2 separate regions of the Mus musculus genome follow, and region 1 is linked to region 2. The links are chromatin contacts, called in public HiChIP or PLAC-seq maps. All regions are on one chromosome and are shown on one strand. The core of a region is the stretch at or near the end of the contact, and the rest is flanking DNA. Distances in the headings are between cores, read along the strand shown. Region 1 overlaps Sgk1 (serum/glucocorticoid regulated kinase 1). Region 2 has its middle 68 kb from the start of Aldh8a1.

Region 1 (6,172 bases), core at 1,588-4,087, 560 kb after region 2:
AATTCCCTTCCTTTTCCAGCCCCCGTTTTATAGCCGGAACACGGCTGAGATGTACGACAATATTCTGAACAAGCCTCTCCAGTTGAAACCAAATATTACAAACTCGGCAAGGCACCTCCTGGAAGGCCTCCTGCAGAAGGACCGGACCAAGAGGCTGGGTGCCAAGGATGACTTTGTGAGTGTTGGTTGTCCTGCTGTCATGGGACCTTGGGGAAGAAGGTTGACTTTGTGACCTTGTATTGAGTTCTCCGCATCTAAATGAATATGTTTCTTTCCAACAGATGGAGATTAAGAGTCATATTTTCTTCTCTTTAATTAACTGGGATGATCTCATCAATAAGAAGATTACACCCCCATTTAACCCAAATGTGGTAAGTATCTGTGTGTTTCTGGTGTAAGAATAGCGAGACCCAGGTTTCTTTCCTGTCAGAATTTGAAGAAATAAGTACCAGATGCTATCTAACTCATAGACTCATTATCCCATAGGAGAGTTATATTTTTTGTTTTTTTTATCCCAGCTAGCTCACTGAATATAAATACATGTATTATAATTTCCAGGCCTAGAGACATACCTTAATACCTGTACCTCAGGAGACTGAAGCAGGGTAGAGTTTGAGGCCAGCCTAGGCTACATAGTGAGACCTTGTTATCAGTGATACCCTCTGGAACTTTGGAGCCTTTAGAATTAAGCTTCTAGTGGGGGATTATAGGACTTAAGGACTCCCTGTCCTTTGCCCTGTGCCCTTTTTGACGCTGAGTGTATTTCCCCTTCTTGTAACAGAGTGGGCCCAGTGACCTTCGGCACTTCGATCCCGAGTTTACCGAGGAGCCGGTCCCCAGCTCCATCGGCAGGTCCCCTGACAGCATCCTTGTCACGGCCAGTGTGAAGGAAGCAGCAGAAGCCTTCCTCGGCTTCTCCTATGCACCTCCTGTGGATTCCTTCCTCTGAGTGCTCCCGGGATGGTTCTGAAGGACTTCCTCAGCGTTTCCTAAAGTGTTTTCGTTAGCCTTTGGTGGAGTTGCCAGCTGACAGAACATTTTAAAAGAATTTGCACACCTGGAAGCTTGGCAGTCTCGCCTGCCCGGCGTGGCGCGACGCAGCGCGCGCTGCTTGATGGGAGCTTTCCGAAGAGCACACCCTCCTCTCAATGAGCTTGTGAGGTCTTCTTTTCTTCTCTTCCTTCCAACGTGGTGCTAGCTCCAGGCGAGCGAGCGTGAGAGTGCCGCCTGAGACAGACACCTTGGTCTCAGTTAGAAGGAAGATGCAGGTCTAAGAGGAATCCCCGCAGGTCTGTCTGAGCTGTGATCAAGAATATTCTGCAATGTGCCTTTTCTGAGATCGTGTTAGCTCCAAAGCTTTTTCCTATCGCAGAGTGTTCAGTTTGTGTTTGTTTGTTTTTGTTTTGTTTTGTTTTTCCCTTGGCGGATTTCCCGTGTGTGCAGTGGCGTGAGTGTGCTATGCCTGATCACAGACGGTTTTGTTGTGAGCATCAATGTGACACTTGCAGGACACTACAATGTGGGACATTGTTTGTTTCTTCCACATTTGGAAGATAAATTTATGTGTAGACTGTTTTGTAAGATATAGTTAATAACTAAAACCTATTGAAACGGTCTTGCAATGACGAGCATTCAGATGCTTAAGGAAAGCATTGCTGCTACAAATATTTCTATTTTTAGAAAGGGTTTTTATGGACCAATGCCCCAGTTGTCAGTCAAAGCCGTTGGTGTTTTCATTGTTTAAAATGTCACCTATAAAACGGGCATTATTTATGTTTTTTTTCCCTTTGTTCATATTCTTTTGCATTCCTGATTATTGTATGTATCGTGTAAAGGAAGTCTGTACATTGGGTTATAACACTAGATATTTAAACTTACAGGCTTATTTGTAAACCATCATTTTAATGTACTGTAATTAACATGGGTTATAATATGTACAATTCCTCCTCCTTACCACACAACTTTTTTTGTGTGCGATAAACCAATTTTGGTTTGCAATAAAATCTTGAAAACTATTTGCATAAATTGTGTCATGTGTTAACTTTGTATATATTGATAAACTGGATTTAGGAGGGGGGAAAATAATGGATCAATGTGAACATACTTTTGGTAAGCTCAGTATAGTAGCACACAATTTCCATCCCATCTCCATCACTTAAGCAGGGCTGATGCAGGAGGATTATGAATTGGGGACAGCCTGGATGGAAGAATTAAGATCAGCTCAGTTTGCCCAGTTTTTTGGTTTCTTTGTTCAGGGAGGGTCGGGTCGTAGTTTACTGAGGCTGGCTCGTAACTTCTGGTGGAGGACTCCCTAGCATGTGAAGGTCTGGGCTGGATTTCCAGCACTGAGAACATAGTCTGCATTTTCCCCAAGTCTCTGTGCGGCCAGTCATGAATCCATCCAAACAATGCAATAAAATAGCATTGTATATCAATAATGTTCCCTGTGTTGACTGTCTAGTGAGGTCCTATGGACAGCTTGTCCTTACATTTGGCTTAACAAGTGACAGGTAATTCTTTTAACAAATATGAGTACTTGGGGCTGAGCTCTGCTCTGACTGCTAGAGACATGATATAGGTCATTGCTCTCAAGGGAGGGTCTGGACCATAGCGTAGGGTGTCACCAAAGAGGGCATGGCACATTCATAAGTGCCCGAGTTCCCAAAAAACTATCCCAGAACAGGCTCAGGAGAAAGGAACCCAGTACCTGCTTAAATCAGTGGAGCTAGCAACTCAAGGGCCACCAGGTTGTGAGTCTGTCCTACAGAGCACTCCAAGGTCTGTCCAGCTAGGAATTAACACCGTCAGGCAATCCTCTCAAGCCCCATCCTCTGGACCTTGCGCATGAACGCTCAAGGGATGCCCAGTGGATCCTGCTGTCACGTGCAGCTTTTCATCTGGTCCACCGCCCTCCCCCCCATTTGTATATAGTTCCCCCAAGGGGAAGCTGTGACCTTTCCCCTCTTCTGACTCATTGAAGGTCTCCACTTAGCCCCCCCCCCCCCTTCCCTTATCCAGCATGTCTTGTGGAGTGCACTGAAGGAACGACATTCAATGAGAGGAAGACTGCCAGCTCCCAGTGGCCACAGATTGCACGATGCAGTTGTACTGGGCATCAGCTGTGTATTAAATTCCCTACCAAACCCAAACAACAAGAAGAATGTCAGACTGTTCTCCAGGGAAAGGTGCTGCCAGCTTTAGGCGGAGGGCTCCCTCCTTCCCCCACATTCTCAATGGCAACATCAGTTACAAACCATTGCTTGAACAAAAATGTTTCCACTGTCCTCAGAGGCTATGATCGCAAAGGTCTATGATCTCACTGGGTTCCCAGAGGACCCAGTTGTGAATTAGAATGTGTCTTTTGCTTGGGTTTTTAATTTTGTTTTTGAGGTTTTCTTTATATATATTTTTTATTTGATTTTGAGATAAAGTCTATGTAGGCCTGGCCGTTCTGGAATAGACCAAGCTAGCCTCAAACTCAGAGATACATGTCTCTGAGTGCTGGAATTAAAGGCCTGCTCCTCTAATCCTGGCCTCTTTTGCTTTTTGAAAGATGAGATCTCACATAGTTCAAGCTGGCCTTAAACATGTCATGCAGTTACAGATGGCCTTGAACTCCTGATCCTTCTGCCTCTGTCAAGTTCTAGAATTTGCCTGACTTGAAGGTCTCTATTTCTTTGGTTATTTTGTTTTCTTTTTCTTTAGTTGGAAGTATGATTTATTGGGGTGTAGTCAATCACTCCACACAGATATGAATTTATCTAGAACTGAAAGATTCCAGAGGTATCCCAAGTGCTATCAAACAAATGAGAGGTTGGATCAGCACAGTTGTGCAGGAAGGGAACAGGGCAGTCAAGAAGGAACAAGAGATCAATAGACAAACAGCAAATATTTGCTAAGTGTTCTGATGCCAAGTACCACATGTGCCAAGGTATTGCTTATCTACAGGAGTGGGGCATGTCCCTGCCAACGTGTTCCCAGAGGCTAAGCCACTGAGGTGGAAAAGGGGACAATTGGCTCAGGTGTGGCCAAATATGCTCCACATCCTCACACTTGGGAGGCAGCAGAGTGGAGTCTGGACTATAGAAAGAGATTCCGTGGCTCGAAAGAGAATGGGGGTGGCGAGGGAGGAAGGGACGGAAGGAAGAAAGAGAAGGGAAGGGAGGGAAAGAGGAAGGGAGCAGTTTGTATGTTCATAGCTCCCCAGGTATGGGTTTACTCATCTGAATTTGGGACAATTTATTCAGCTGATCCACTAAGCTTCAATGAGTTGATCCTCTGCTACCATGAAGAGTAAGACATTCTCCTTGAATGATGTGCCACATCCTTGAGGAGACACCGCATGATGCGCACTCATAGCCACACAGGAGATAGTGAATGTGGAATCAAGGGGACGGTGGAAGCCCTGAGGCCCCCGTGAAATCTGGGACAGGGGACTCCCTAAGAGTCATACTAATCAACAGAAGTTCTGGAAGCATTCCTGGGATGAGGGTTTGCTAGCTGAGACAGTGCTAGCCATCAGCTGGTCCCATTGAGCTCTGACTCCATGCAAACATTATGTTCTATTCTTCCTTCATAATAACAACAGTGACATCAAAGGCCAAGAAACTGTAGGAAGGTAGTCTGCTAGTAGTCAGTTCAGCCAAATGAAACCATGGCACTTTGTTCACAAAGCCTGCCCTGCTGCCTGAGGTCTAAGACAGACAGAGACACATTTGTTGGCTATTTCTATGAGAGTTCACCAAATTAAATAACCCTGCAAAGGTGCTGCTACCTTGTATTCTACTGGCCGATGAGATGGGGAGAAGAGAGAAGCTCTGCAGATACTATTCTACTGGTGGCTGGTGAGATACAGTAGCCAAACCACATGCACTGTGGAGATAAACTAGGCTGCCATGTTAGAAATGTGTTCAGCATTACGAACAAGATGAATATGTATGTAACTGGTATATGTGTGTGTGTGTGTGTGTGTGTGTGTGTGTGTGTGTGTGTGCTCTAAGATAGAGCATTCCAAATTTGACACTAATCATAGAATGAATAAATCAATGGCTGTCACATAGTGGAATACTATACAACAGAGAAGAATCACTCCTCCAAGTATCAGGAAAGAAATCTCACAGACAGCAATGACAGCACGCGACTTGACTTCTATAAACATGACAAGCAGGAAAGCAGGGTGACCTGATTTGGAGGCAAGGATGTGACTTATTCTTGGAGTGAACGTCTAATGGCCAAGAGAATGTGAGGACAGGCTTTGGGTACCACTTCGAGTTTTGATATTTGGTCAAGATCAGGCTGGGTACTGCATAGCATGTGTACTTTTTTGTTATTTTATGTTATTTTGGTTGGCTGGATTTTTTTTTTTTTTGGTTGGCTGGATTTTTGAGACAGGGTTCCAATCTACATCTCAGACTACTCTAGGCTGGCCTTGAACTCATGGTAATTTTTCTGTCTCAGCCTCCCAAGTGCTGGAATTATAGGAGTACACCACCACACACTTTCCTCTACATCTGTTATATAACAATAAAGATGCTAATAAAACATGAGCTGCCATGAAAACAGGCTATTAAAGGGACACATCAAAGGAATACTTTACCCAATCTAGAGACAGCCTTGGGGCTAAACGCAGACTCTTAGGAACGTGAGGTTTGGGAAACTGGAGACTCAAGTAGGGAGACTGTGAAAGTGAGGCAGAGAAAAGGAAGTTCTGGGTGATGGTAGGGAAGGCAGTGGTAAGGGCGGAGGTGGTGATGGTGGTAATGGCAGTGGTGGTGGTGATGGTGGTGGTGATGGTGGTGATTGTGGTGATAGTGGTAGTGGGTGGAATCAATAGCACCTTTGCCAGAGGAAGCGACTCTGACAAAGCTGGGTCCTAATCAGTTCTACTGATCAGCTTTCTGTCTTGAGGCAAGCAGAAACCGGGACCAGCCTCTCCTACCTTGTTTTTCCAGGAGGGGAAATGCGGCCAGTGCTGTGGAGGAGGAATCAGGATTTTGAAGACTGTTAACAGTCACCCTCCCCACCATCGCCTGTTCTAACTTTTCCTCTTTCCTAGACTTTAGGGGAAGAAGATATAAACATGATGGAGAGTACCATGCTCTCAGGATGGGGAGTCTACCTCTTCTGTTCATGGACAGCACACAGGAGGAGAAGTTGAGATTCCGAAGGGAGT
Region 2 (6,439 bases), core at 1,002-3,501:
TGAAGCTATGAAACAGGACACTGCCCAGCCTTATGAGTGGTTATAGTTTGCCAATGGGATCTCAATATTCCTTTCAGACAGGGCCACAGAGTAATGTAACCTCTCCAGAGTGTCCAGAGACCATGAAGTCCTTTGGTTAAAAAAGACTGACCTAGAAGAAAGAAATCCCACTGGTTCTGAGGATGCCTGTAACCCTAGAAACCACAGGGCAGTGGAGTCCTCACCATCAGCCAGTGGCCGAGTCCACTCATAACAAAACAACCTTCTCCAGGGCCAGTGTGTGACCCACAAAAATGCCCCACGTTATAATCAGCCTCTCTCACTCAGGTACGAGCGGTAAACAGCGCCTGTTTATTTCTCTGCTGGTTGTTCCTCTGGGCTGCTCAAAGATTGGGCCAGCTTAAGATTGAGGCTTCGCACCTTCAAGGGGATGTGGCTTTCCTAGAGAGGCATCAGGACACCCCTGCCCCTGTGACTGACAGCAAGGGGGACAGCACATTGTTTTTCTTTAGGACGTTGCTTCATTAAAAATGCTTCCTATTTTATCATACTTACAAGTGGCTAGCAATCCGTGCCTTTCTGGAAATTCTATCTAATTCTCAAGCTAGAGGAACAGGGGCCATGACTTGTTTTCTACTTCTTGGAATTCATCCTGACTCTGGGAGAGGTCAAGGCTGTGTCAGAACTAGTATCAGCTCATTGGTGAAACTAGATGTCAGTGAAGTCTTAGAACTGGGAGTGCCGCTATCTTACAATGGAAGTGGAGAAAGACCAAGCTGACATTTATCTAAGGTACAAAGAGACGGAATGATTGAGCCATGGTTTGCTTTAGGTATTTTGAGTCCCAGATCCACTGCCCTCTTTATTATATACTTCTGAATAAAATTATTTAGTTCCATAATTTACCACGGAAATATCTATAAAACAAATTTTCATAGTAAATTATGCTTAGGTGCCCCAAAGCTTCAGTTGCGTAATGTAATTGGATGCAGCATGTTTTCCATGAACCCTAGTGCTTTTCCCTAACACTAGATCTGGAGTTGCCTACGGTGTCTACAGTGCTATGTTGCTCCTGCCTGCTCTCTGTAGCTCACTGGCCGTGGGCTGTTACTGTTTTTAATTCCTAGCTGGACCCGTAGCTGTGGCCAATTGCCCTCCACTCAGTGATCTCCAGGACTACGTGCCAGAAGATGGCAAGATTCTGAGACTCTTAGAAGCATACCGGTCTTTCTTCTCAAATCAGGAACGAAATTGAAATGGCTTTCACGCCACATGACTTCTTCCTCTCTAAGCCATATTTGGTTTTTCTTTCTAGAAGTAATTCAATGGCACTCTCCTGATCAAAAGATGGCCTGACTGTGTTTAAAAGCAAGGCTCGCTACTGTTAGGCTGTAAACACGTGGAGAGTCTTAGCCTGGGACTACCCCGTGTTTGAAGAAACATTTCTTATTTCTATCCGAAGGCCCCTCCTGAAGGTCAGAGCTGAAGGAATTCATGTCCTAGCAGGGGACATAATTAGCCAGTAATGAGAGGCTGTCCTGAGGGGCGTCCTGAAACCTCTGTGGAAGTGTTGTGGGACAGACGGCCTGTTGTAATCCGTGGGATGGAAATGAGCTTCAGTGCTTAAAATGTTTCATAACTCCAAATCAGGCTGAGCCTCCTCCTGTCAGCCCACTGAGAGGCTGTGCCTGTGAGGGGAAGCGGCTGATGCTGTGGTCTTCTGGGGGAGGGGTGGTGGAGCCTGCTTTGTGCCTTGTAAAATATAAAGGCTTTCTGGTTCCATTCCATCTTCTTAAAAGGAAAAGCTACATGTTATATTATTCCGTTTGTATGAAAGGTTGCAAATAAATGAGTCTCTGGAGACATGGAAGCCTAAGCTGGTGGGTGTGTGCACAGGGAGGAGAGGGGTAAGGCTTCTTGAATGTTTGGGAAGGTAAAAATGGCAGCTTTTGCTTCCTGTACGCCAGCCTCTGCTGGTGTGCCCACCCATGCAGCCCTTGCTCCCTCTCCTGAAGTGAGTGCTAGCACACTCTTCCAGCTTACAGACAAGGGACCCGAGGCTCAGAGGAGGATCCAGGACTAGTTCCTTCATGGTCACACAGCTGGGATCCCTGCCTCACCATCTTGCTTTAGCATTGATACATAGACTGCAGGGCTTGGCTCTTTCTGCATTCAACTAAGGTCATTACAGTTTGGCCACCCAAAACACAGTGGTGAGAGGTCATGTTGGTGGAGGAGCTGAGGGTGGCCCAATCTAAATGTTGGCATAGGCTGGGTCTGCAGCAAAGGTTATCTGTACAAACAGATTAGCTCTCCTGGCTGTCATGCCAGTGGTGTGGCTGACGTCAATATCAACCTACACGGGCTTCTGTTTGCTTTGAGCTGGGGCCCACAGGCATCTCTCACCGTAGATTGGTCTGTGTGGTAGAGCTCTCCCACCGGAGACACCTGGAGTGGTCCTCGCAGCTGGAGCAGGCAAGCTAGCACGGCCCTCATTTCTGATGCAATATTGGCAAGCTGTCTCTGTACCGTGACCTCGACGATCAATGTGTGCACACACCACCCACATCAGTCCTTTGTAAGAAGCAAACAGCATTCATATTGCTTTATTGTTTTTAAATCATATACATTGATTTCTCAATGAAAGAAAGTGAGTCCCCTTAGGGATTTAGAATAACTTTCGTTTTGAGTTAACAATATATAGAAACAACAGTTTTCTATTTTGCCGACTACTTCAAAATAGATATTTCCAGTGTTCTAATTTTCCTCTTTATTTTTTCATATGTAGTTTTAAGTTCATAACCTTGACTCTGCAATCCTGCTGGACTTGGGGGGTGGGAAATGAGGAAAATATGAAAGCCAAAGACTGTCAGGGAAAAGCAGAGATTCCAGGAGCTTGTGAGCAGACGGGGTGGGGGCACTTTCCAGAGCTACAGAAAGAATGGCGGGTAAGATCCTGCAGGTCAAAAGGGTTAGAACTGTCCACTGTCAGCAATGGGTATTTTCTTCCAGATCTTGCCCTCCCTAGATCCCAAACACTCCATGGATTCCACAATGATGCACTCCCACTTCTTTCACCTTCCCAAAGACCAGCCACAGTCTTAGCAGTGAACAACAGAACCATTTGTGTTTGCATCAGTGTTTGCCATGGACAAGACCTGTATGCTGCAGGATGAAACTCTCATCTTTAGATTTCTTCTTGCAAAGTGACCTGCCACCAGTGCCATTATGCTGTGTGGAGTCATGACCCTGGCACATGGATCCTGGAACAACTGTGTGACAGAAGGAAACTTTAGATACGAATCCTTTCTCTGCAGGGCTCAGAACACCAAAGTTTTCTGCTGTCTTTGGAATTTAGTCTGCAAACGGCTCAAAGAAGATCCATCTCAAGGGCTTATCAATCATTGTGATGTCGAAGAACTCGGTGGGATGGCCAGGGCTGCAGCAAGGGCAACAGGGGAAGGCACCTCCTGCCCTAGCTTTTCTTGATGACTTTGTGTCTTTCAAATAAACGAAACTCATGGCTATGCTCAGCCTAGGAGCTCTAAGACCCCAGGGAGGGGTGAGCTGTAGTAAAGGGTGTGAGTCTCTGCCCGGGTTTTGCAGCCACTAAGAACTTGGCAGTCATGTGCCTCCAGGCGGCCTAGAAATCTTCACAGGGATTCCGTTTCCTGACAGTAAAATGAAAGCAATTGAAATATCAACTTCCAGTGTTGTAGCAAAGTTTAAATGTCCTTTCCAAGGACAAAATTACAACTTTAGCTGAGTTGGCTTTATTGTCAATTCTAGAATTAAAGCACACACACATACACACATACAACTATATGTATATGTAAAAATTCTCTATATATTTTAATTATATATTTATTTTATATATGCAATACATATTACATATATAATATAAATATAATATAAAATGTATATTTTATATTATATTTTTATATTTTACTAAGAAGGTTGAAAGAGACCAGTAGAAACTGTGTCTTCTAGATGTGACAAGGACACTGTATGCATGAACACACAGCTCTAGCTTACTGCACATGACCTGCACATGATCAAGCCAGTCAACATTCTAGCCAGAAGGGGAAGAGGGCATGAACCCACCCTTAGCTGAAAAGCGATTGAAAGCTAATGGCCTCTGGGGAAGGGAGAATCTGTTTTCTTTAAGGGTGTGGCTCCCAGTAGGTCAGACTCACCACAGTGGATGTTCTCAAACCCAGGAATATTTGGCCAGTACAAATTAGAGTCAGTGAGTTAATTAAAAAAAAAAAAAGATGAAGTTGGGGTGGGTAAGTAATTGGGGTGAATCTGAGAGGAGTTGAGGTGACTGTGATCATGAAACGTTGTTTAAAATTTTCGAAGAATTAATAAAAATATTTGGAAATTTTACATGTAATTTAATTTTTAAGTTTACATACAAGGAGCAGATTTTCTTGTGGTGCCTGCACACACATGGTTTTATTGGTCTTCCTCCCCGTTCCTTTGCCTCATCCCGCCGTCTGACCTGCATCCTTGTTCACACCCTCCTCCTGGTCCCTCCTACTGGCACACCACCGTCTTCTGCGGTTCTCACTGCCCATCCTCTAAAGCCGCTCCCTCTCTCACGTGCACCTCTGTAGTTTCCTGGCCTCAACTCAACTCGTTCTCACATAAAAACACACACGTGGAAATCAGAGGCTAGGCTCTGCATGTGAGGGAGAACATGTGGTATTCGTCTTTGAGACTTGCCTCACTTAAAATAACATTTCCCAGTTCCATTCATTTCCCTAACATTTCCATAATTTTGTTTCTCTATGCGGCTGAGTAAAATTCCATTGTGCATATACATCACGTTTTCTTTACCCTTCTATGTGCTGATGGCTGTCTGTGCTGCTGGGGATAGATCGAATGGATGTGGGAGTATTCTCAGAGACAACAGTCTCTTGTCTCCTCAGTGTTCTGGAGTGAGCCCTTGAAATCACTGCCTTGTTTTTTGTTTGTTTGGTTTGGTTTGGTTTGGTTTTTCCTCCCTGAATCCCTAATAAAACTGGCTGGTTTTTTCTCTGAGTGGAGAAGGTATAAGATACATACCTTATTCATCTAGCAAGCTAAAGAAGATTGTGTGTGGCTCTTGTTGAGAAGAAACATCCACCTGTGGGGCCCTGAGAGGGCTTCAGGGACAGTGGTGGGCTGGTCTGCTTCTCCTGTTCTTTAGCCTTACAGTGCACTGCCCTCTGCTCTGAGAACCCACTGTCAGGAATCACTCATTGACACCTTGTTTCACAACTGATGTGTGAGTCTCTACAGAAATCATCCCCTTTTCCCTCGGGGCCAATCAATCAATAACCTCACCCAATTATTAGCGCTCGGGCTCCTCCCATTTAAGGACTTTTCCCACTTGCTTGCCTGGTCTCATGATAAACGGTGTGCTCCTGACTAGCAATCGTGTTGGAAAGGTCCAATGCAGAAGATGGGACATGGCCGCATCTTATCTCACACAGCTGTCCTTGGCCTTGAGAGACCATGACTGTTCTACTTATCTTTTCTCAAGCCTTCATGGCCATTCCTACCACTATGGTTGGCCAGGCTGTGTGTACCCAAGGCCACTCTACCAAATAGTATACCAATACTATTCAATAGAGATGTTGTAGGAACCAGAAGGTTGCCCCATGCATTATTTAAACATTCTGAAACCACATGCAAAATAAAAACAAGCTGAGGCTGGAAGTCTGAGCTTACTGCTCTTGCGGAGAATTTTGGTTCCCAGAATCCACACAATGGCTTCCAAGAGACTGGATCCCCTCTCCTGGCTTCTTCTGGCTCCTGCATACATGAGGGGCACATATATTCACCCAGGCTAAAATGTGTATTATTATTGTATGTGTATTAAAGTAATAATTTTTTAAAAAACAAGAAGAAGCAAAACTCAGTTTAAGGATATTTTATTGAACTCTATGCATCCAAATAGTATCATTTTCCACATGTAGTCAGTAATTGAACTATCTTAATCTTCTCTTACGTTGACTAAATCTTTGATACTGAATGTATACTTTGTACTTAAACCACACCTTAATTGTGTCTACTCACATCATGCTTGGTGACAACACATGACCAGGCAGTATATTAGCATAGGGCTGTGTCACAGATATTTCAGATACTTAGAGTTGTAAAAGCAGAAGGAGTCGGGTAGGTATTTCTCTTCTAATTTGCATAGACCAGCGGTGGCTTTGTAACCACAGAGCTTTGACATACACTTCTCCCTCTGCTTGGAAGTCCATTTTTGTCACACCTGTGTTGAGGGCTCACCATTAGCTCATGCTTCCATGGCAGTATCCTTTCTTCTGGGACAATGGACTCTTTCTCTTCAGAATCCTGCTTCTTTGCTTCCTATGACTTGCTTGGATTTTTAACGATGCAGTTACCGGTGAGAGGACTTGATTAAAGGTTGTCTCCCACACAA

Evidence for each region. HiChIP or PLAC-seq counts read pairs in DNA pulled down with a chosen protein or histone mark.
Region 1: a contact with region 2 is called in an H3K27ac HiChIP or PLAC-seq map of hepatocytes, with 27 times the contacts expected there. The contact joins two enhancer-like sites. A contact is called at or near these places in 5 of 15 datasets of contacts at CTCF or cohesin (CD8 T cells, the NIH/3T3 cell line, embryonic stem cells and 1 more), 29 of 484 Hi-C or Micro-C datasets (CD4 single positive thymocytes, CD8 T cells, CD8 central memory T cells and 17 more), 27 of 115 datasets of contacts at active chromatin or transcription factors (bone marrow-derived macrophages, craniofacial prominence, embryonic basal ganglia and 18 more) and 4 of 9 other capture datasets (adipose tissue, embryonic stem cells, liver and 1 more).

Annotation. Positions count from the first base shown.
Region 1 is chr10:21,997,879-22,004,050 of GRCm38.p6, forward strand. It overlaps Sgk1 (serum/glucocorticoid regulated kinase 1), which reads left to right. Exons shown (of 14, transcript NM_001161845.2): 12 at 20-175; 13 at 282-371; 14 at 782-2,025. The coding sequence ends at 949. Among named protein-coding and RNA genes, the nearest start is that of Gm34267, 58 kb to the right of the region's middle. Within about 2 kb of position 2,838, at least 39 of the 459 cell types and tissues checked have an H3K27ac peak or open chromatin away from gene starts, as enhancers often do. A contact at or near this core is called in hepatocytes and liver, where this site is marked.
Region 2 is chr10:21,442,205-21,448,643 of GRCm38.p6, forward strand. No RefSeq gene overlaps it. Among named protein-coding and RNA genes, the nearest start is that of Aldh8a1, 68 kb to the left of the region's middle. Within about 2 kb of position 2,252, at least 23 of the 459 cell types and tissues checked have an H3K27ac peak or open chromatin away from gene starts, as enhancers often do. A contact at or near this core is called in hepatocytes and liver, where this site is marked.